Linked DNA regions of Mus musculus: regions 1, 2, 3, 4 and 5 are each linked to region 6. A link is a contact called in public HiChIP or PLAC-seq and promoter capture Hi-C data. All regions are on one chromosome and are shown on one strand. The core of a region is the stretch at or near the end of the contact, and the rest is flanking DNA. Distances in the headings are between cores, read along the strand shown.

The links. Promoter capture Hi-C pulls out the DNA fragments that hold promoters and counts their contacts. HiChIP or PLAC-seq counts read pairs in DNA pulled down with a chosen protein or histone mark.
Region 1: a promoter capture Hi-C map of liver shows a contact between it and region 6, with 4 times the contacts expected there. The contact joins the promoter of Naa25 here to the promoter of Rnf34 in region 6. A contact is called at or near these places in 2 of 39 promoter capture datasets (liver and pre-B cells).
Region 2: a contact with region 6 is called in a promoter capture Hi-C map of liver, with 4 times the contacts expected there. The contact joins the promoter of Denr here to the promoter of Rnf34 in region 6. A contact is called at or near these places in 3 of 39 promoter capture datasets (liver and pre-B cells).
Region 3: an H3K27ac HiChIP or PLAC-seq map of microglia shows a contact between it and region 6, with 7 times the contacts expected there. The contact joins the promoter of Rpl6 here to the promoter of Rnf34 in region 6. A contact is called at or near these places in 1 of 39 promoter capture datasets (pre-B cells) and 1 of 115 datasets of contacts at active chromatin or transcription factors (microglia).
Region 4: a promoter capture Hi-C map of liver shows a contact between it and region 6, with 3 times the contacts expected there. The contact joins the promoter of Hip1r here to the promoter of Rnf34 in region 6. A contact is called at or near these places in 2 of 39 promoter capture datasets (liver and pre-B cells).
Region 5: a contact with region 6 is called in a promoter capture Hi-C map of liver, with 6 times the contacts expected there. The contact joins the promoter of Pheta1 here to the promoter of Rnf34 in region 6. A contact is called at or near these places in 2 of 39 promoter capture datasets (liver and pre-B cells) and 1 of 115 datasets of contacts at active chromatin or transcription factors (bone marrow-derived dendritic cells).

The regions. Positions count from the first base shown.
Region 1 is chr5:121,396,164-121,399,764 of GRCm38.p6, forward strand. It overlaps Naa25 (N(alpha)-acetyltransferase 25, NatB auxiliary subunit), which reads left to right and starts at 1,832. Exons shown (of 24, transcript NM_172722.4): 1 at 1,832-1,899. The coding sequence starts at 1,842.
Region 2 is chr5:123,905,458-123,909,325 of GRCm38.p6, forward strand. It overlaps Denr (density-regulated protein), which reads left to right and starts at 1,818. Exons shown (of 8, transcript NM_026603.4): 1 at 1,818-1,909; 2 at 2,643-2,757. The coding sequence starts at 2,652.
Region 3 is chr5:121,202,727-121,206,103 of GRCm38.p6, forward strand. It overlaps Rpl6 (ribosomal protein L6), which reads left to right and starts at 1,775. Exons shown (of 7, transcript NM_011290.5): 1 at 1,775-1,826; 2 at 2,680-2,937; 3 at 3,028-3,129. The coding sequence starts at 2,680. LOC115490270 (a small nucleolar RNA gene) reads left to right here and starts at 2,284; the gene lies at 2,284-2,417.
Region 4 is chr5:123,971,602-123,974,995 of GRCm38.p6, forward strand. It overlaps Hip1r (huntingtin interacting protein 1 related), which reads left to right and starts at 2,027. Exons shown (of 32, transcript NM_145070.3): 1 at 2,027-2,254. The coding sequence starts at 2,162. Gm46922 (a long non-coding RNA gene) reads left to right here and starts at 2,267. Exons shown (of 3, transcript XR_001784954.1): 1 at 2,267-2,777; 2 at 3,068-3,117.
Region 5 is chr5:121,847,254-121,850,714 of GRCm38.p6, forward strand. Pheta1 (PH domain containing endocytic trafficking adaptor 1) reads left to right here and starts at 1,744. Exons shown (of 4, transcript NM_175474.4): 1 at 1,744-1,871; 2 at 3,217-3,293.
Region 6 is chr5:122,848,620-122,851,994 of GRCm38.p6, forward strand. Rnf34 (ring finger protein 34) reads left to right here and starts at 1,569. Exons shown (of 6, transcript NM_030564.1): 1 at 1,569-1,679. The coding sequence starts at 1,674. It overlaps Gm33044 (predicted gene, 33044), which reads right to left and starts at 1,317. Exons shown (of 2, transcript NR_169045.1): 1 at 1,214-1,317; 2 at 831-1,126.

The DNA of each region.
Region 1 (3,601 bases), core at 582-3,081, 1.5 Mb before region 6:
TTCTGAGCCTAGGCAAGTCCTCTGGGTGTGTGCTGATTCAGGCGTGTGTATGTGTGTATGTGTGTCATTTTGAATGTAAACTTTAATTTAAAACATGTGTATAAGCATTTTGTCTGCATGTACAACTAACTGTGCAGCACCTGTATCCAGTGCCCAGAGGCCAGAAGAGGGCCTCAGATTCCCTGCAACTAAAGTTACCGACAGTTGTGGTGCTGGGAACTGAACCTTGGTTTGTTTTCCTTCCATTTTTCCTTCCTTCCTCTTCCTCCTCTTTTTCAAGACAGGGTTTCTCTGTGTAGCCCTGGCTGTCCTGGAACTCACTCTGTAGACCAGGCTGGCCTCAAACTCAGAAATCCACCTGCCTCTGCCTCCCAAGTGCTTGGACTAAAGGCGTGCGCCACCATGCCCTGGCAGCTTTCACATTTTTACAGTGGATTACAACCTTTCTGAAGCTGCAACCTTTTAACACAGGGCCTCATGTTGTGGTGACCCCTACCCCCAACCATGAAATTATTTCATTGCTACTTCATAACTGTAACTTTGCTCATGTTACCAATTGTAAACATCTGAAATAGAATGAATGAGGGTCACGAACCACAGGTTGAGAACCACTGTGGTAGACAGAGAGACCCTCCACACTTTGGGTATTGGAGTGCCCACACACATATATACAGAAACACACATGAAATAACCAATGGTAAGCTTTTAAAACTTGTAAGGGACACATTCAAACAGTTATACATCTGTACAGGGTACTATGTATTGCCCCATACTTGTATACATTGTGTAATGTTTAAATCCCTAAGCTAAATCAGCTCAAACATGTACCATTTCTTCTCCCTCTCTTTTGAGACAGGGTCTTCCTATGTAGCTAGCCCAGTCTGGCCCTTACTAGCCTCTTGTCTTAGCCCCTTCAGTGCGGTAGTTACGGATATACACCTTACATACCGCTAAAGCTACAAGATTCACTGGTCTGTGAAAGTGTTACAAACGCCAAATCCAGTTACATGCAGCTGGAGAAGAGGAGCCATGAACTGAGGGAAAAATTGTTGGGGCAAGGAGGAATGCCAGCCAAATAGGGCAAGCAACCACTTGGTGGGAGAACCTTTTTATTTTTATTTCTATCCATTTCTTTATAGGGACAGGGTCTCTACATAGCCTTGGCTGTCCTGGAACTCATTATGTAGACCAGGCTAACCTCGAACTCAAGGAGATCCGCCTGCCTCTGCCTCCCGAGTGCTGGGGATACCTTTAGCTCCTTGTCATTATCGCCGCCCAAATAGCACTCATAACTCTGGGCCGTGCGAATTGTAAATCTGTACAAAGAAAGCTCATTATACCGTCTAGTGCCGTGGGAATGTTAAAAGCAACCTACTTAAAGAGCTTGCACTAGTGTCTAGCCACGCACAGCACTGAGTTCAGGGAACGGGTGGAGGAGGGCTCGCAGGCTTTTTCTACAGTTTCACTGTTGGGCAAGCACGCTCCCAGGGCTCCCACTCAACAAGTTCCAGGTTGCTTCACCATCAAGGGCCAAAACCAACTGGTTCTTCTAGCTGTTACAGTCAGTGAGATTAAACCGCACTCTCTCTCCACGCCTTCAACCACAACAACCGCCCCTGGGGTCCCGATGACTCCGCAGGCAAAAAAAAAAAAAAAAAAAAAAAAAATCAAACCACAGCGCCAATTAAAGGAGAGGCGAGCCACCCTTTCTACGCAGGCGCACTCCGCCGTACCTCCCCTCCACTATCGCGATAGGTCGGCGAGCTCGACGCTGGCCCTTTAACGGCCCCTTCCCGGGGGCCTGCTCAGCGCTTGCGCACTGAGGTTCTGCGCTTGTCATCATGGCGACGCGGGGCCATGTGCAGGACCCTAACGACCGGCGCCTCCGGCCCATTTACGGTGAGTACCCCGGAGTCGGTCTGTTAGCCACCGCGGCGAGACAAAGCGTGCCCCGGTTCGGGCGAAGGCCAGGGAGGGTCGCTGGGGTCGCGCGCGGGGTGGGGCGGCGAGGGGGCGGACCGCGCGGGGCGCTAGGCCGCAGCCTCGCCCTCGCTTAGGCGCGGACCCCGGCGTCGCTGGACCCGGAGGCGACAAGACAACGGTGGGTGCGCGCCGCTGTCAACTCTGTGCGGATCGCGCCGCCGCTTGGAGACCAGCGCTCCCGGCAGGTTGTTTTATTCCAGCCGCTCCCGAGGAACCCCCGCGCGGTCTTTTCTTGCAGGTGACAAGCGGCTCAGGCGCGACGGTGGGAGCGCTCGCCTCCGGAAGGGAGATACCCCAGTGATGATTGCTCTGGGTACCAGGATGAGGATCCGGGGAGGGCTGTCTTACAGAATGTAGTCTAAGTGCACGTGGGGAAACTGAGACCCGGAGAAGGGAAGGGGCTGATGCAAGGTCACTGAGACCCGAGTCCCATCCTGATGCAGGAACAGCTGTTCTGGGCACACGTGGGAGGCGGGGGGGAGGGGGTCGCGGGCCCCGAATAGCGGGCAAGAGATGGCAGGAGCTGGTGTTGCCGGAGCGGCCGGCCAGGCTGCTGGAATGGAAGGTTTTTTGTTTTTTTTAACCTTTCAGCACCGTGTCTGAGGTTTATTCTCTGCCTCTTGACTTCCTCGTGCTTTTGCTTGCGTTGAACCCTCCTCACGGCGCGCATCCCAAACCCCGCAGGCTTTCAAGATGTGTCTTTATCGTCATCTTCCCACCGTAATAGAATAAAAAGAATCACCAAACTGAGTCAGAGAGAAAACACTTTGCAGTGACTGAGATGTTCTGTTATTGGAAGCGGTGCCTTATTTATTTATTTATTTATTTTATTTAATTTTGCCATGTCTCGCTCGCCTCGTTGATGGTTGTATGGTCTTGTCTCAGGTAATGATGAGGAAGGAAGCTTTATCAAGGTCAGTGCTTTTTTTTTTTTTTTTTTTTTGGCTACAGCAGACCTCACGTTTTCAGTGTGGCTATGGGTTTTGGGCTCTTTCGTTTTTAGGGGTTTTCCTCTCCCCTTGGCAGAATGGGTGCTTGTGTCTCTAGCAAATTGGTACATATGTGGGTTCTTGCTTGCCAGTTTGATGTCTGTGCACCACGTGCATTCCTGGTGCTTGAAGAGGGGCATCAGGATGTCCTGGATCTGTAGTTACAGACTGTTGTAAGCCAGGGTGTAGGTGCTGGGTCTGGAACAAGACCTCTCTATGTAGCCCTCGACTGCGTGGAACTCATAGAAATCACCAGCTTTCTGCCTTCCGAGTGCTGGGATTAAAGGTGCCACCAAACCCAGCTGCTCATTCCTTCCTTTTTTTTGAGACAGGGTTTCTCTGTGTAGCCCTGGCTGTCCTGGAACTCACCTTGTAGACCAGGCTGGCCTCGCTGGCCTCGAACTCAGACATCTGCCCGCCTCTGCTTCCCAAGTGCTGGGATTAAAGGCAGGCACTACCACTGCCCAGTACTCTTTTCTTTTTTTAAGTAACAGGTCTTGAACTCCTTAGGTGGACCAGCTGGACTCAAGCTTTCAGCTCCCCTGCCTGTGGCTCCCAACTGTTGGGATTACAGTCACGTGGCCCTATGCCCAGCAATCATACTTTCATATATGTGTGTGATGAAATTC
Region 2 (3,868 bases), core at 568-3,067, 1.1 Mb after region 6:
TATATGGTTGGGAGGGCCATGGCAGACATGTGGAGGTCAGAGGACAACTCTGTGGAGTTGTCTCTCCTCCTACCTTCATCTGCGTTCTGAGAGCCGAACTCTCAGGCTGCTAGGTCGTGGGGCTGGTCCTCTGCTCACTAAGCCATCTCAATGGTCTCCATGCCTGGCTTTGGACATAGATCCTAGCAATCTAATTCAGGTCTTCGTGCTTACCAACTGGGCCATGCTCCAAGCTCTGTATCATGGTGTGCTTTTTCTTTTTCTTTCTGGTTTTTTGTTTGTTTTTTAAACATAAGTCTTACTGTGTAGCCTTGGGTGACCTTAAACTCAGCAATCCTTCTGTTTCAGCTGTCTAAGTGCTGAAACTACAGGCATATAATGCACACACACACACACACACACACACCACACACATACACACCCACACCCACACACACACCCACACACACCACATACACACACACACCACATACACACACACACACACACACCACACCCACACACACATACACACACACACACACCACACACACACACACACACACACACACACGAACACTCATCCACACACCCACACACATATATACAGGGTTTCAGGGTTTCTCTGTGTAGCTCTGGCTATCCTGGAACTTGCTCTGTAGATCAGGCTGGCCTCAAACTTAGAAATCCACCTGCCTCTGCCTCCTGAGTGTTGGGATTAAAGGTGCATATCACCCACCATGCTTAGCGAAATGTACATCTTTGCTGTGTGGGGTTTTTTTTTCCAGTCTGTAGATTAAACCCAGAGCCTTGTACGTTCAACACAAATGCCCTACGCTTACAGGCCAACAGCTTTGAACTTTGTAGACTAGGTTGGCCTAAAACTCAGACATTGGCCTGCCTCTGTCTCCCAAGTGTTGGGATTAGGGCTGGGCCTGTAACTCAAGGCAGAGCTCTTCTGTAGCATTCACAAAACCCTGGGTTCAATTCCCGGCACCAAAGGAAAGTTCCGGGAGGGGGGCCATATTTGGGTAGCTTAGTTCATGAAGGTGATGTTAAAAGCAAAAACGCAATGGTCTTTCTACCAGGCCCTTTCTGAGCTCCGAAAGTGTCCCAGTGCTATTCCTGTTTCACAAGTGGGACTTGGGCTGAGTATGCAGATGAAGGGATTTCCCCAAACTAAAAACAAGGAAGCAAAATTTAGACAAGGACCCGTGTGGTTAAAACCAGAAATCCTGAGACCGGATGGGAAAATCCCCGTTATAGAACACGTAGAAGGTGAAATATGCAAAAAGGAGCATATGGGAACAGTCGTCAGCCTGATGAAATAAATTCAAACAGTAATTAATATGACCTTTGCACGAGTAATTCCTATTTAGGGAATCGGAATGAAATAAAACCCTATGTCTCATTCAGCCACCATCTCTACGCCGTGGGGTGACTTATGCATCAGGCTAGTTAGTGGTTAGTCGGGACACTAGGATGTAGCCCAGACACTGGGGCAAGGCTGCCCACATCATTAATAGAGAGTCACCTGTGACTCAAGAACCTCTGCGCCAGTCCAGTCCACGCCCCACTGCGCAGGGACAGCCTGAGCCGCTGGCTCCCCCTTTGCCAATGGATAGCCAGCGCCCCCTACCGTCCGGCCGCCTCTACGCAACTCGGTCCCGTTTCCCCACCCCACACCCCTTCCCCCGGGCTCCACGCATGGGCGCATGCTCCTCCCTTTTTGGGCCCCGCCCACCCCGGCACGGTGGCGTCTCGCGACATCCTCCTAGCGGCTGGCCGGGGATATCGCGATAAAGGCTCATTGTCTCGCGCGAGCGCGCCCCAGCAGCGAATTTCGGGGCAGCCGTGGCCGGGAAGAGGAGTTGCATGTGTCGCTTCAGCTGGCGGGAGCGGAGGCGGCGGGGGCCGTGCGACCGGCTGGGTAATGAGCGCTCTCATTCGCGCTGCTGCGGCGGCCTCCCCGGGAGCTGGCGGCGCTGCCGAGGCGGCCCAGGCGCTGCCTAAAGCAGGAAGGGGGCCGGGCCGGGCGTCTCCACGCCCGCCCACATGGGGGCCTCCTGTGGAGTCCCCGGGATGTCCCCCTTAGCCCAGCCTTCCAGCGGGCTACCTGTCCTTTTCCCCAGGCCTGGCCCGATTTCCCCTCCCCAGGCTGTGGCATTGCCGTCCTTGTCCCTGGCTTGGTCTCTTTTCGGGATTTTGCTGTCGCCGCACCTTGCATTCTGGGCACCTCGAGTGACTTCGTCCCTGTCGTGCCAAGGTGTCCATAGCCTTTTAACTGCAGGCTGCATCCCTCCCATAGCAACCTCAGACCTGCCCCGTCTCTGTTGAAGCCACCAGCCCAACTCTGTCCCCCTTACTGCTTCCTCTTTTCCTCTGGTGTCCCTTTTTGCCCCTGCCCCAACACAGCCTTCATGGCCCCATTTAATTCTCGCTTCCCTGTAAACCCGTGGATGCAGGTAGATGAGGCTCCAGTTGATCATCAGTGACTCTAATGAGACTTCGTGTCCTTCTTTTAATAGACTCAAAACAGCTTTGGTGTTTGGGGGATACACAGTGGAAGCTAAGACTGCACCCCACCCCCAAGGCTGCTTATTTGGGGGGCGGGGGTCGAGCTTCTCAGATAGTGAAGTCGTGTGTGTCATTCTTGTTTCCAGGTTTGTGAGATGGCTACTGACATTTCTGAATCCAGCGGGGCGGATTGCAAAGGCGATACGAAGAACAGTGCCAAGTTAGATGCGGATTACCCTCTTCGAGTCCTTTATTGTGGAGGTAAGTGTTGGAACGACTGGCTCGCTGGTTTTTATACCTGATATTGATAGTTTCACATTTGGTCGTGTTCGCTCCCCCAACTGTCTTGGTTGTTGGGTGGATTCTTAGTTGAAGAGGGGGGGAGCCTAGTGAGGACCCATGGGTTGGTAGATGACTCCTTCTTTTCCAGGGTCACTTGGGTCTTGCGTCCTGGCCTGGAGGAGTTTCCTGGCCAATTGAAGTAGAGAGATACCAGGAGCCTGATCCCAGCCTGACTGGTGTTCCTTTGTAAGGAAAGCTTGTTGGAAGCTAAGGAGCCTTGGGGATAGTGAAGGATGGAAGAGCTAAGGTACAGAATCCTAAAGGAAATGAAGCAGGGCCTGGAGCTGTTGCTTGGTGGCACAGCACTTGTCCAGACAGTTCAAAGCCTCTACATTCAGTCCCAGTACTGGAGTGAGGAGGGGTCTGGGGGGAGCTTGATGTCTGACTAGAATCTTGAGTGGGTTTATTCTCCCCCACTACATCTTAATTTCATTTGTGCTTGTGTGTACTCATGCCACATCCATGTGTGGCTGTCGAGGACCTCGCGTGGGCCTTGGTTCTGTACACTGTGTGGATCCCGTGGCCCTCAGGCTTGGCATCAGGTGCCCCATATGCTCCTTGAGCAATGTTAAATTCTTACAGCACAGGGAGGGTGTTGGTTAAGGAGTAGACGGAGAAGATGAGGTCGGAGTGATGTGTAGTCCGACAGTCTGGGGAAAGTCCGGCTTGAATAATATGATGGGGTTTTGTGTGTGTATGTGTTTGTGTGTGCATGTGATAGCAGAGGTTAGTGTTGGATGACTCCCTGACTCACTCCGGTGTGTCAGTTCTTGGGAGAGGTCTCTCACTGCATCTGGCACGCACTAATGAGCTGGACCAGCAGGCTAACAGGCACTATGGATTCTTGGCCTCCCCAGGGTCGGGACTGAGGGCCTGTGGCTCGGCCTCCCCAGGTTTTACATGGATACTGAGGTTGCTGGGGATCCTGACTCAGTCTTTAGCCTTGCGTGGCAAGTCCTTCATTGAATAAGACTAAAGCATCTCCAGACAAAACCTTTTTATGCTGCCCTGGCTATCCTGGAACTCCTTC
Region 3 (3,377 bases), core at 525-3,024, 1.6 Mb before region 6:
ATATTTCAAAAAGAAAAACCAGAAGGGCTGGGGAAGAGAGAGAGAATCGGATTGTACTCTGAGGTCTTCACAGTGCTCTGTTTTCTGTGGTCTTCAGTGTCATGAGGTCTTTAGAGGCAGCCCACCACTCCCTCTTTCACCTTTAACCACAGCCAGAGAAAGGGAAGAGATTCCTGGAGACTCAACCATGAAGATGGGGTTTAGAGCCGAATTGAAGGGCCACAGACATGGCTCAGTGGGTCAGGTGCTTGCTACAAAGTTCTGAGTTCCATTCATGGGACCCACACTGTGGGACAACAAAAGTGGTTGTAAGTTGTCCTCAGACCTCCACCCACACAGCACACACACCCACACACACACACACACATATAGAAAGTCAAGAGAGGGTGGGTGGCTATGGGGGACTTTTGGTATAGCATTGCAAATGTAAATGAGCGAAATACCTAATAAAAAATGGAAAAAAAAAAAAAAGAAAAAAAAAAAGAAGATAAAAAAAAAAAAAAGAAAGTCAAGAGAAAAGCTCCTACCACTAGCAACAGGCAACAGACAAGTAGAAGACAATAGAAATCATGTGTATACGTCGTTCTAAGCACTATGAGGTAGAGGATAATTGTTATATGCGGGGCCTGTGATGACCTAAGTCCTCTTAAGATGACTGATCTCTAGGCCTCATGTGGTAGAGAGAGCCGGCGTCCCCAAGTTGTCCACTGACTTCCATCTGTATGCTGGGGCATGCATCCACTCCCCACTCCCACATGCTCACATAAGCATACACATAAAATAAAATGTAATAAAAAGTAAGGCACTGTCAGGTATACAGTGTCATTTTTCAAAGGATAGTAGCTTATTTAAAAATGTAATGAACAAAAAAGTTTTATTTTAAATCTTATTTATTTTTTCCTATTTAATTTGTTTATTTTGTTTTGGGGGCAGGGTTTGCTTGCATAGCCTTGGCTCTCCTAGAACTAGCTTTGTAGTTCAGGCTGGCCTCAAACTCACAGAGATCTACCAGCCTCTGCCTTCCTAGTGCTGGGATTGAAGGGGTGTGCCACCACTGTCAGACTTTTTTTTTTTAAAGATTTATTTATTTATTTATTATTTATGTATTTGGTTTTCAAAACAGGGTTTCTCTGCATAGCCCTGGCAAGATTTATTTATCTTATGTATATGAGTACACTACACTGTAGCTGTCTTCAGACACACCAGAAGAGGGTATGGGATCCCATTACAGATGGTTATGAGCCATCATGTGGTTGCTGGAAATTGAACTCAAAAAACTCTGGAAGAGCAGCCAGTTCTCTTAACCACTGGGCCATCACTCCAACCCTAACCTTTAGTTTTTAGAAGATAACTCTGGCCAGGCGTGGTGCAACACGCCTTTAATCCCAACACTTGGGCGGCAAAGGCAGGTGGATTTCTGAGTTCGAGGCCAGCCTGGTCTACAGCATGAGTTCCAGGACAGGCAGGGCTACACAGAGAAACCCTGTCTCGAAAAACCAAAAAAAAAAAAAAAAGAAGAAGAAGGAGGAGGAGGAGAAGAAGAAAACTCTGTAAAGTCCTTTCTTCCACCACATGAGTCGCAAGGCTCAAAGTCTGTTCATCATTTTAGGAGAAAGCGCTTTTACTTGCTCAGCCATCTCAGCTGCCCTTACCTATTAGGGTGGGGGTGGGGCCTGGGGGGACGTTCCCTAGGTGCATTGCCACGGAGTAAAGAAAAACTACATTTCCCATGATGCCCCATACAGGAAGGAAGTGATCTTGGTCACCTCCCGTCATTGCTTATAGACCGGAAGCCGCTGCCTTAGTTCTCTTTCCCGTCTTGCAAGGTAGGAATGGCGGGCGTCTGTGTGGCAGCGGCTTTCGGGACCCCAATCCTCGTCCATCCGAAATTGGGGGACATCCGGGGATCACTACCCAGGGCCGCCTATGGTCGGGATCATTCGCCAGATCTCTCGGGAGCTTCATTTCTGTCAGCGTGGGTTGGCGGGGGGCTAAGAACGAGCGTAGCGCCCGAGATGGTCGCTGGGCCCTGCCGGCTGCCGTAACCTGGGGAGGGTTGGAGGGCCTGTGTTGCGACTTGCGACCCTGCAGTGGGGGTTCCAGAACCTTCTGTTGAGCCTGTCTTGGCCACGTTGGGCTTCGCGACTGAAGGTGGGGAACCGCGTCCCCGGAAGACGACCGGAGAGCACCGCTGTCGGCTACTTTGCGGAGCTGGGGCCATCGTGGTGGCTTCGGGACCTAGGGCGACACCAGAGGGGGAGGTCTCGGGTGTTCCGTGCTGGTGCATGGGTTTGGATTTATGGCAGGCCCGTTCCCCTGGGTCTGTCATAGTGTCCCGTGCTAGAGCAACCCGTGGCCCCGAACCATTGCCTGGCCTCTGCCTGTAGGCTGCTGGCACTGAAGTGGGTCGCACAGAAGAGCCTCGAGATTCTGGGCTTCCTTGCCTGTGTAGACACTAGCAAAGATTGTCTTTGGTTTTCTGATTCACAAAAATGGAAGAATAAGATAAGGAACCACAAAAAAGTTTTTTAGCAAAAAAAAAAAAACAAAAAAACTAATAGTGCTAGATACTTAACCCTGTGTTTGGAAGGAAGAGGCATTGCAAGCATCAGAGGATGGTTTTCATACTAGCTTGTTGACAAATGGTTGATGAAATGCCTTTATTGTTTATATCCCTAGATGGCGGGTGAAAAAGCGCCTGATACAAAGGAGAAGAAACCTGCGGCCAAGAAGGCTGGCAGTGATGCTGCTGCCTCCCGGCCCCGGGCCGCCAAAGTAGCCAAAAAGGTTCACCCTAAGGGTAAAAAGCCCAAGAAGGCGAAGCCCCATTGCAGCCGAAACCCTGTCCTGGTGAGAGGAATTGGCAGGTACTCCCGATCTGCTATGTACTCCAGGAAGGCCTTGTACAAAAGGAAATACTCGGCTGCCAAGACCAAGGTAGGAGAGGGAACGGATGGCCCACTATGATGCCTTATTCCTGCGTTTGAGGTCTGGCAGGATCCTGGATTGATGGGTTTGTCTTTGTAGGTTGAGAAGAAGAAGAAAAAAGAGAAGGTCCTTGCTACTGTCACCAAAACAGTTGGTGGGGACAAGAACGGTGGCACCCGGGTGGTGAAGCTTCGAAAAATGGTGAGATCTAGTTTGGGTTGCTTTCCTTGGGGTTAGGGTTGAGGCTTGTCTGAAAGAGGCTATGTCAGTCAAGTCTAGTTGGGATAAGCTCTCAGGCTGGGGGTGTAGCTCATAGTGGGACCAGCACACTGGGGTTCTGGCTACTCCATTGCTGGCAAGTGGAAGGTGGGTATTTATCAAACTTGTGGTATTGATGTCTAGTTTTCCCTCTTGAAGAAAGTGGGTGTGTGCCTTCTGCCAAGGTAGAA
Region 4 (3,394 bases), core at 777-3,276, 1.1 Mb after region 6:
TATGTATAATAATCAATAAATCTTTGGGCCAAAAAAAAAGAAAAAGATGTCTGGAGGTGAACCTTAATAAACAAGACAGTGGAGTTTCCATCTTTGTGCCCCGGAAATGCTTTTTCTAATAGCATACATTAACAGTAAAGTCTTCACTCTGTTCTCTACTCTGTGGGGCTGGTTTATTCTTTCAAAACCTTCATTTTATATGCCAACTCTTTTTAAGTCACTATATAAACTGGGTTGGCCTCATTTACACAGAGGCCACCCCTGCCTCAAAAATGCTGGATTTAATGGTCCCATGCTTACCCTCACACCTGTTTGTTTGTTTGTTTTTAATTAAATTGATGTGTTTATTTTGTGTATATGTGCATGTGCATACCACAGCTTGAATTAAAGGTCAGAGGACAACATGCAGGGATCATTTCTCTCCTTCCCCCATGGGGGTCCTGGACATTGAACTCAGGACCTCAAGCTTGGCAGCAAGCACCTTTACTTTCCCATTTTGTTGACCCTCAAGCCCATTTTTAAAAAACAAGGTCATGTACCAGGTGCTTTACTAGGTATGGAAAGCAGAAGGCTGGTCAGCACAAGGCCACCTTGACCTTCAGCTACTCAAAACCTCACCCGCAGATACATTGTAATAGCCATAGGGACTCCAGTATCATTACAAGTGTGCTTGTCTGGAAACCTGGCCGATCTGAGACCATATCCTGAAGGCATCATTTTGCAACAGTGTGAACCTAGGCTCGAAGCCCTTCCCCTTTTTTTTTCTTGGTCTGCAAAAATACCACCAAAACTTTAAGATTGAATGGGGTCCTGCTGACTGGATGCCTGAACACCACGCCCAGCGCAGTAATAGCCTCTATTGACGAAAAAGAATGGGAACTTTTGATAATGACAGGCCACTGTAGTAGATGTTCTATACCCAGTGGGGGCTGGTCTTTTGTATGGAAATCACAGGATAACTGGTTTTTGTCCCGTGTGAGAAAAAGAGTCCGAGAAACAGCTGGCACAGAACAAATCGGCTCATCTGTTGTGTTGTGTGTTTTTTTTTTTTTTTTTGACCATGGCTATTTAGTGACTTGCTGAGGATTAGGGACAAGATAATAGGTATAAGGGGTTTAGCCCCATACCTGGCAAATAGGTTTTAAGTATCGGCTGTTGTTGTTACTCCTCATATTTTGGCAAAGGAGCTTTTCATTGATTGGTATTAGATAAAGCACGGCTAATCTCTTAGTGGCAAAGACAGCCTTGTCCAACTCTGAAATGTTGAGTGGATGTCAACACAGTAAGGAATGAGCAATGGGAAAGAAAGGGTCCGTCTGGGTCCTCAGAGAGCGTCACCTGACCTAGGAGACAGACGGTCAGGTGTCTAACTCATGACAGCATTTCCTATCTCAGGGAGTTGATACTTCATCTCAAAAAGCAAAGACTTGAAGAGATGGCTGGGCTCCCAACAAAAAAACCAAAGAAACCTGCAGCGTGGCTACTGACCAGACTCAAGGAGACAAGACTCTTATTTGTTCCAGTTTTCCCCCTACAGGTGTAGAGAAAGACCCAACGTGATTTTTCCTTTCTTTGGGGAGATGGTAAGAAGGTATGTAGCCAAGCTAAGTGGGTATTTGTCCTTGCATCTGATCTGTCAGAATTAGGGAACTGGTGTGTTGGGGAATCCTGGAGAGCTAGAATTGTGCAAGGAGACAAGGACAGGTGTGCAAGGGACACTCCCAGGAAGTCCCGCGGGAACGAAGCGGATGCAGAGTCTTGGGGTTCAAGGAGTCCCGGGGGACCAGAAGGGGTGCCGGATGGGGCGTCCCCGGGGACTGGAAGGGTGCAGGGCAGGGCGTACTGGGTGACAGAGGGTTGCATGGCAGGGTGTCCTGGGAGTCCTAAGGGACCACAGTGGTGGCTACTAGGCATCCTAGGGTTGATCAAGGGATGCAGTGGGCGGGGCACGCCAGGAGTCCCGGGGACCCGGCGGGGGCGGGGGGCGGAGCGTTCGGAGCCGGGGAGGGCGGGGCGTCGGTTGGACAACCGGAGTGACTGGCGGGAGGGGCTGCGGCTCCTCCCCGTGCGGCGCGGCGCGCGGCCTCCGTGTGCCTAGGCTTGAGGCGGGCGGTGACGCCTCATTCGCGCGGAGCCGGGCCGGGACACGGTCGGCGGCAGCATGAACAGCATCAAGAATGTGCCGGCGCGGGTGCTGAGCCGCAGGCCGGGCCACAGCCTAGAGGCCGAGCGCGAGCAGTTCGACAAGACGCAGGCGAGCGCGGGCACGGGCTGGGCGGGCGGTGGCGGCGGCGGCCCTCGGTGCGCTCGGCCCTGCGCGGACGGTTGCGGGCTCCGCGGCCCCGGGCGGCGCAGGTGACCGGAAGCCGCGCGACAGCGGGGCTGGGCTCCGGGATGCGGACGCGGCCCAGGTGCGCACGGCCGCGCGGGGCCCGGAGCGCCCTCTGCTCGCCGCCGCCTTTCCAGGGAAGCTCCCGGCTTCCCTCGCTGCCGAGCTGTTCGCACGGCCGCACAGTATCTTATTATCTGCTCGGGTGAAAAGTTTCACGTAGGTCGCCAGACTTGTTTGCCCGCGCGGGGGCCCACTTATAAATAGGCTGCCACCCCCTCGTTAAACACCGGCGCCTGACAGACGGAAACTTCCCAGGCTCCTTTCCTGCGCTCCCACGCGCCGCTCTCCCAGGAGAGGGCCCGACCCGAGAAGGTGGCGTGGAAAATTGAATAATGGCCCTGATGCGCATTCATTCATGCATGGCTTCTGGGGACCCACTGTGCAGGTGTTGCTTTGGTTTTGGGTTTTTTTTTTTTTTTTTTTTTTTAAGACAGGGTCTCATGTAGCCCACGCTAGCCTTAAAAATCCTCATCCTCCTGCTTCCAGACGACCACCACCAACACGTCTGCTTCCCTCCTTTTTGTTTTACAAACTCTGCCCTGTTCTTAATTAAGTCTTGGGTGGACTCATGGAGGTTGGCGGGGGGGGGGGGGTGCGGGGCGCGGAGGGGTGTCACTACTTATTTGACTACGAAGTCAGCCCAGACCGAAATGGCTGCTTTTTTTTTTTTTTAAGCTTTAGCAATAAAGGAAGCCAAAGACTCCTCCCACCTGTATCTGAAGCAGGTTGGTGACATTTGCATTTGTGGGTGCCCCACTGGCGAGTTCCTTCCCCCTTGGTCAGAGCAGAGAGCAAGGACTCTCTGTGGTTGCTTTCAAAACAAGTTAGCACAAGCAGTCTCCACTAGCTTTCAGTTTTGAAATAACAAAACGGGAGGCCTCTCACCTTTGTGCTTATGATGGACAGGGATAAGGATAAAACCTCAGGACGGGAGGGCTCCGAGCGAGCATGCCAAGTTGCCAGTACCAACCTGGCTTCGAATGATTAATTTATCCGTGTGAT
Region 5 (3,461 bases), core at 494-2,993, 1.0 Mb before region 6:
CCACAAGGGGCCTTTTCCCCTTGATCACTAATTGAGAAAATGCCTTACAGTTGGATCTCATGGAGGCATTTCCTCAATTGAAGCTCCTTTCTCTGTGATAACTCCAGCTGTGTCAAGTTGATACACAAAACCAGCCAGTACACTGTCATCAAGACTTGCTCAGACCACTACAGTAGGCTTCCGCTTGGCCTCCTGGCCTTCCCTCTTGTCCTACAGCCCTCTAGAGATCGCATCTCTCCTCAAAACCCTCCACAGGCAAGGCATCATAGTGCGGGAAATAAATCCCCCAAATTGGGAGGCAGACAAGAGGCTCTCTGTGAGTTCAAGACCAACCTAGTGTACTAATTAATTTATCTAGTAAATTAATTAGTTTATCTAATAAATTAATGATTTATTTAATACTTATTAATTATAAGTAATAAATATTTTATTATATTGAGGCACAATCTTGCTATATAGCTATATATGTATATAATATATAATATAAAATATTGCGTGTATATGTATATATGTGTATATATATATATATATATATATATATATAGCTTTCCAGATGTCCTCTTACCACTCCCTACCAAGGCCTGAAATTACACGTGCTCCCAAGCACACCTGAAAACAAAGATTTCCCAAAGTTCACAGGGTCCTATGCAATAAGGCTTCCTAAAAGCCTTCCAACACGTAACTTCTTCCTCCACTTGCTCTCTGCGCTTCTCTGTGCCTTTGGACTTGCGGTTTCCTCCATCCGGGACACCCTTCCTGCAGGTCTCCAGTGGGCTAGGTCGCTGCCCCTCAGTGGCCATTCCTGAGCGTTGGTTTGTCTCAGCCCCGCACTCCCGGCGGCTGTCGCCTATTCTCTGCCTCTCACCAAGCCCTGTTAGAACTGTTTTTTGATTGACTCCGAGCTGTTTCTCTCTGGATCAGTCTGCACCACTGTAGGCGCTAGTGAGACTCGGTGGAATGAAGCCTGGGATCCTGGTCTGTCCTGTTTCGCTCTTGTCCTCCGGCTAGGAGGACCCCGGACAGGAAAGTAGAAGGAAGTGAGGAGGAGGCAGGAAGAAAAGGAAGTGAAGGATTCTGGGAGGTGGGTCTGTGTGATTTTTGGGGAGAGGGGAAACCCCGGCCATTCCTACTTACTGGGAGCGCCTGTAGTTGAGCCACACCCTGTAAACACCACGCTTGTCTTTATATTTTGCATAGAATCCCAGCGACTCCTGGGAGGTCACGCAGGGGTGCAGTGGGTCGGTGGGCCTCTACCTCTGCTCACTTCTAGAACTCTCTCTTAATTTAGGCAAGTGTTTGGATGGCTCGGTATCCTCTGCGTTTTAAAACAGACTTGTGTTGATTTTCTCTGGAAACGCTGTGGGTTGAACGTTTTCTTTTTTCTTTTCTTTCTTTCTTTCTTTCTTTCTTTATTTATTTATTTATTTTTTGTTTTCGAGGCCAGGATGGTCTCGGACTCACTAGATATCCTGTGTGTACCTTGAGCAACTGGTGGGAGGCGGTTCCCTGGCATCTTTCACGTTATATTTCCCCAGGCTTGGCGACAAGCGCCGTTGAGCCGTCTCGCCAGGTTGCTCCGGGACCGAATTCTGGGAACTCCCGACCCTGGCACGGTCCCTTTAAGAGGGATTTTTCAGGCGCGCGTGTGGGGGCGTGGTAAATTCGGGGGCGGGACCTTGCAGGGCTGACCAATGGGCAGGCGCGTGTGGCTCGGAGGCGTTCCCCCTCCTGGGCGGGCCGCTCAGGGTTAAAGGGGCGCCCGCGGGTCGCCGCCACTCGGCCTCCGGGAGACAAAGGGCCCTGTCGTCGCCGGCCCCCGAGCTGTTCCGGGCCATGGGCAGGACAGACCGTCGCGCCGGTCCCAGAGCCAGGTAAAGCCGGGCGGGACGGGACCGCGACGGGGTCGGCAGCCGCGCGGCTGTCGCCCGGGACCCGCCCGCGGCCTCCATCGCGGCCCGGCCGGCGCACCACGGGGGCTTGAGGTTCCGCGGTGGTGATGCCCTGCCTCCGTTTCCCTCGAGTCCTAGCCGCGGGGCCAGCTGTGACCCCACGAATGGAGGACTCATCACTTGTCTTAATTTTTTATGTATTTACTTTTGTTTACGTGTGCGTGTGTGGAGGTCAGAAGACAACTTGGGGGGAGTCCGGGCTTTCCTTCTTCTACTTGGTTTCTGGGGATCAAACTCGGGTCAGAAAGCTTGACAGCCAGCGTCTTTATCCGCTAAACTGTTTTATTTTGTTTTGTTTTTGGTGGGGTTTGTTGTTGTTTTTTTGTTTTTTGTTTTGGTTTTTCGACACAGGGTTTCTCTGTGTAGCCCTGACTCACTTTGTAGACCAGGCTGGCCTCGGACTCAGAAATCCGCCTGCCTCTGCCTCCCCAGTGCTGGGATTAAAGGCGTGCGCCACCGCGCCCGGCCGGTTTTGTTGTTAAATGAGACAGAAGCTTAATGTGTACCCTTGGCTGGCCTGGAACTCAATAATGCAGAACAGGCTAGCCTCACAGATAGATCCACCTATCTTTGCATCGCGAGGGCTGGGATCAAAGGTGTGCACCACTATACCTGGCATGTGTGGCGTTTTTTGTCTGCCTTCCAAGTGCTGGAATGACAGGTGTGAGCGCCACATTGGGTGCCTTCGCCTGCTTTAGAATACTTTCCCCCTATAGTTTGTCACAGGCTGTCCTTAGTTTAGCTCATCGGTGCCTCCATGAAGCCCATTGAGGCAAACTGAGGTCTGGGAAGTGTTGGTAACTGGGCTTCCGGCCTGGGCCAGCCCAGACAAGAATTTGGTCCCTAAAGCATCGTGCTTAGACCCTGTTGCTTGTAGCTCGGAGCCCTCAGCAGACTTTGAACCTGAACAGAGCAGAGACGGTTGAATAGCAGGGAGCACTCCCTCCCTCCAAGGGGAAGCTAGAGCCTGCTTGTTTGCCGAGCCAGAGCAGGCAAGGGCTAGGGACCTGGCTGGGCCTTCTGTCTGCTGGTGACCTTGGCCAGGGTGCCCCCATCTGGGCAGTTGGGGGAGGATGGCTGATGGGCACCAGGTAATATTGTCAGTCTTGGTGGGGAAGAAGGACCCCAAGGTTTCTGCCCCATGGGGCTGTTTGTGTGGAGCTCTGTTCTTTGGCCAGGTCATTTTTTCCCACATCTATAAGTGTGCGATTAGGCATGACCCCTTGTCACAGTCCTCACGTTGACAAAGGTTTGCTTTGCCGTGTAGGCTCCCCAGCACAGGCTACACACTGGACACTCAAAGCCAGACAGAAGCCCCCACACCCCCTCTCTGGACTGACGCAGGTAATCCCCAGCTGGTGGTCTGTTTCGGTCAGAGGATGCTTCCTCCTAGGCAACGGCAAAGCCCGCCTTGTGGTAGGGAAAGGCACCTCAGGGAAGAAAATGTTTGTTGCCTTTGAGCAAGGTAGCCAGGTGGCTGAGGCCCGCTGACAAAGGCTGACAAAGGCTGAC
Region 6 (3,375 bases), core at 319-2,818:
CCAAGGACATAGCATGCTATGGTTTGTTTTGTTTTGAGCCAGGGTCTGACGATGTAAAGTGGCTGGTCTGGAATTCAGAGACATTCACCTGCCTCTGCCATCCTGGGTTTAAAGGCCTGTGCCACTGCACCCAGCTGTATTCGTGTTCTGTCAAAAAGTTCATCTAAGCAGATGTTGAAAAAGAATAGAACAGGGGCTGGCTCAGCGGTTAAGAGCACTTGCTGTTCTTACAGAGGACTTGGGTTTGGTTTCTAACACTCACATAGTGGTTCACAACTGTAATTCAGTTGCAGGGCATCCAACATCCTCATCTGACTTCCCTGATCACTGTACACATGTGGTGCACAGATACACATGCAGGCAAAACCAGATACAAAGAATTTTAAAGTATTATTATTATTATAAGAATAGGAGTTGTCTGGGTCTTCGCTAAGGAAGAAGTAACATCTTGAGCTCTAAAATTTCAATTATTATTATTATTTTATTATTTTTTAAGACAGGGTTTCTCTGTATAGCCCTGGCTGTCCTGGAGCTCACTTTGTAGACCAGGCTGGCCTCGAACTCAGAAATCCGCCTACCTCTGCCTCCCAAGTGCTGGGACTAAAGGTGTGTGCCACCACGCCCGACCTCAAATATTATTTTGAAGTGAGAGAAAGAAATGTAGGAAAACCAACTAATTAAAGCCTTAATCCAGCAAGGCTGAAGAAATTTATACCATCTTTTGCCACTTGTTTTTCTGCCCCGACGTCAGTTTGAAGGGATCATGTGAATTCTTTGAAAGGGTTAGTTAGTACTTGGGTAAATTTGAACATTACATCAATTGGACGCAGTTGTGGTGGAACACATCTTTAATCTCAAGCACTCGGAAGGCAGAGAGGCAGGCATGATTTCTCTGAGTTCCAAGCCAGCCTGGTGTAAACTGGGAGTTCTCTGGCCAGCACAGCCAGGAAAAAATCTTGTCTAAAAAGAAAACCGCACACACACACATACGAACCGAACGACAAAGAATTGGAATTGGACAGCCTTTGGTTCTTCAGCCGTTCTCAGTACATCTTCTAAATGGCTCGCCCTAGATCGTGCTGCCCCTCTTCCTTGAGGAGATCCGAGGTTCTCCTGGTGATGAGATCTAGAACATTCGGAGAATGGGTTAAGCCCGAGAGAGGCCCTGCTCCGCAGGTTAGAATAAAAGCTTCAAACCAACAGTGTTTCCTACTTCACCACAGCTCTTTTTCTGCCTCGGGCCGAGGGAAGCTATCCACCCAAAATAGGAAGCCAATTCAGCCTGAGCGGCTTTCTCTCCGACAGACCGGGCGTCACGTCGCGTCACGCCCCGCCCCGCCCCTCTTCGCCCCGCCCCGTTTCCCTCCGCCCCTCCCCTCTCCCCTTCGCTCGCAAGACTGCGCCCGAAACCCCGCCCCTTCTTCACCATTTCATTGGCTTTGGTGATCGGGCCCCCCGAAGACCCGCTTCGGATTGGTGGGCTCCGCCCGCCGCTCGGCGTCTTCCCGGGGCGTGAGCCGAGCGTGGCCATGCCCCCTTACGTAGGGACGCTCAGTGGGTCTCGGGAGGCGCCGCATTCGCCGCCTTAGAAGGAAGGAAGATCCGTTGTGTGAGGAGGCTGCTATGGTGCTGAGTTCCCCGGTAGAGCCGACCGAGCCGAGGCGGTCGCGGCCATGAAGGTGAGGGGCTGGTGGAGCCGGGAGGCTCTCCTTGCCTCTCCCGTACGCCCAGAGCGCTTCCTGTTTTCCGTCTCAGCGGTTACCCAGAGGGGCTTCGTGAGAGACCACCACGTAGCGGGGCGCCCGGCCCGAAGTGTGTGTGGGGCCCCGACCGGTTCCAGCCGGAGAGGCCAGGCAGCAGACCCTCCCGAGCTCCCACAGCGCCCTCCGGCGTCCTGGCCGAGGAGGCGGCTAGTGGCCCTGCGGTCTCAGCCCGCTGGGCCCTGTTCCCAGGGCCCTGTGCTCTTCTCGGGGTCCCGAGCTTTTTTTTAAGCCGCAAGAGCCTCGGTGTCTCTGGCCATGGCTGTGCCCTCTGCCTCCCCCGAGTCCTTGAGCTAACCCAGACTTCGGGGGGTGCATCACGAGACAGAAGGCATAGAGAGCGCTGCGTGGTATGATGAGGCTAGGACCTGAGTGGCCCATGGGGGGTTGGGGGTGTCCTCCTTCAAGGAGTCCTTCCCGTGGGTTTAAATGTTGTGGCCGTGACCTAGAGCGCTAGACGTGTCTACATCGCCACTAGGTACGCAGCAAGTAATTTGGCAGCCTTGCTCCCAGGTGGGAGTGAGAGCGTGGGAGAATCACTGATAGAAGTTTCAGAAAAGGGCAGGTTTTGTGTGTGTGTATGTGGTGTGTGTGTGTGTGTGTGTGTGATTTTGGCCTACTTAGGGGAGATGAATTTTCTCAACCCCATCGCAGAGAGTTCTAAAGAGGCTGTGTACAGCAGTCAATTCAGGCATTGATTCATTTGCCCAAAATCAAGTCAAATGGCGTGAGTCAGAAGGTGGTGATGTCTTCCCTCACGGTGTTGTATCCATCTCGTGGAAGAAGTAAGTGTGTTGGCTTTGGGCTGCTAGATTGACGACCTTGCACAGAGTGTCAAAGATTTACTGTGGACGATTGAAGAGAGGGTCAAGTGGATAGAGAAATTCAGCAAGTGTTTTGCCCAGCACCTTCACTGCCTTAGTCAAGATGGGGTAGAGGTAATTCAAAATATAATCACCCTGTTTAAGAAAGAGTTTGCCAGTTAAAAGAAAAGAGCCCCTTAAGCATGGTGGCACAAGCCCGTGATCAGCGTTTAGGAGGTAGAGGTGGAGGATTGCTGCATGTTTGAGGCCAAGCAAGTGTTTTCGTGGAAAACCAACCAACAACAATCCCCTGAGAGATAGATCTCAAGTAGCCACATTACAAACTGCAATAATGTAAGGTGTGTGTGTGTGTGTGTAAAAAACTCTCAAGCAAGAAAAATAACCATACCTTCAGTGTTGCGTACCTGTGATCTCAGGCATTTGGGAGCTGGAGGCTGGAGTCAAGACAATTAGTTTTTCACAGGTATTCTTGGCTTTGTAGTAAGTTTGAGTCCAGCTTGCACTGCATGCGGTCCTATTTCAAAACATCAGGTCCCCTGCTGCTGGAATCCTGGCCGAAATTGGGAGTAGGTTAACTTCTTTGTTTTGAGATAGGGTTTCACTGTCAATCCCTGACTGGCCTGGAATTGAGTATGTAGGCTGTCCTCCCTCCTGAATTTGGATTACAAATGTAGGATCTGGAATCAGTGACATTTGAATTGACGTTAAGGATGAGGATATTGTGAAAGCTTTAAAAAATTGTTTAAAAATGTTTTTAGGTTAATGTGTATGAGTGTTTTGCCTGTATGTAT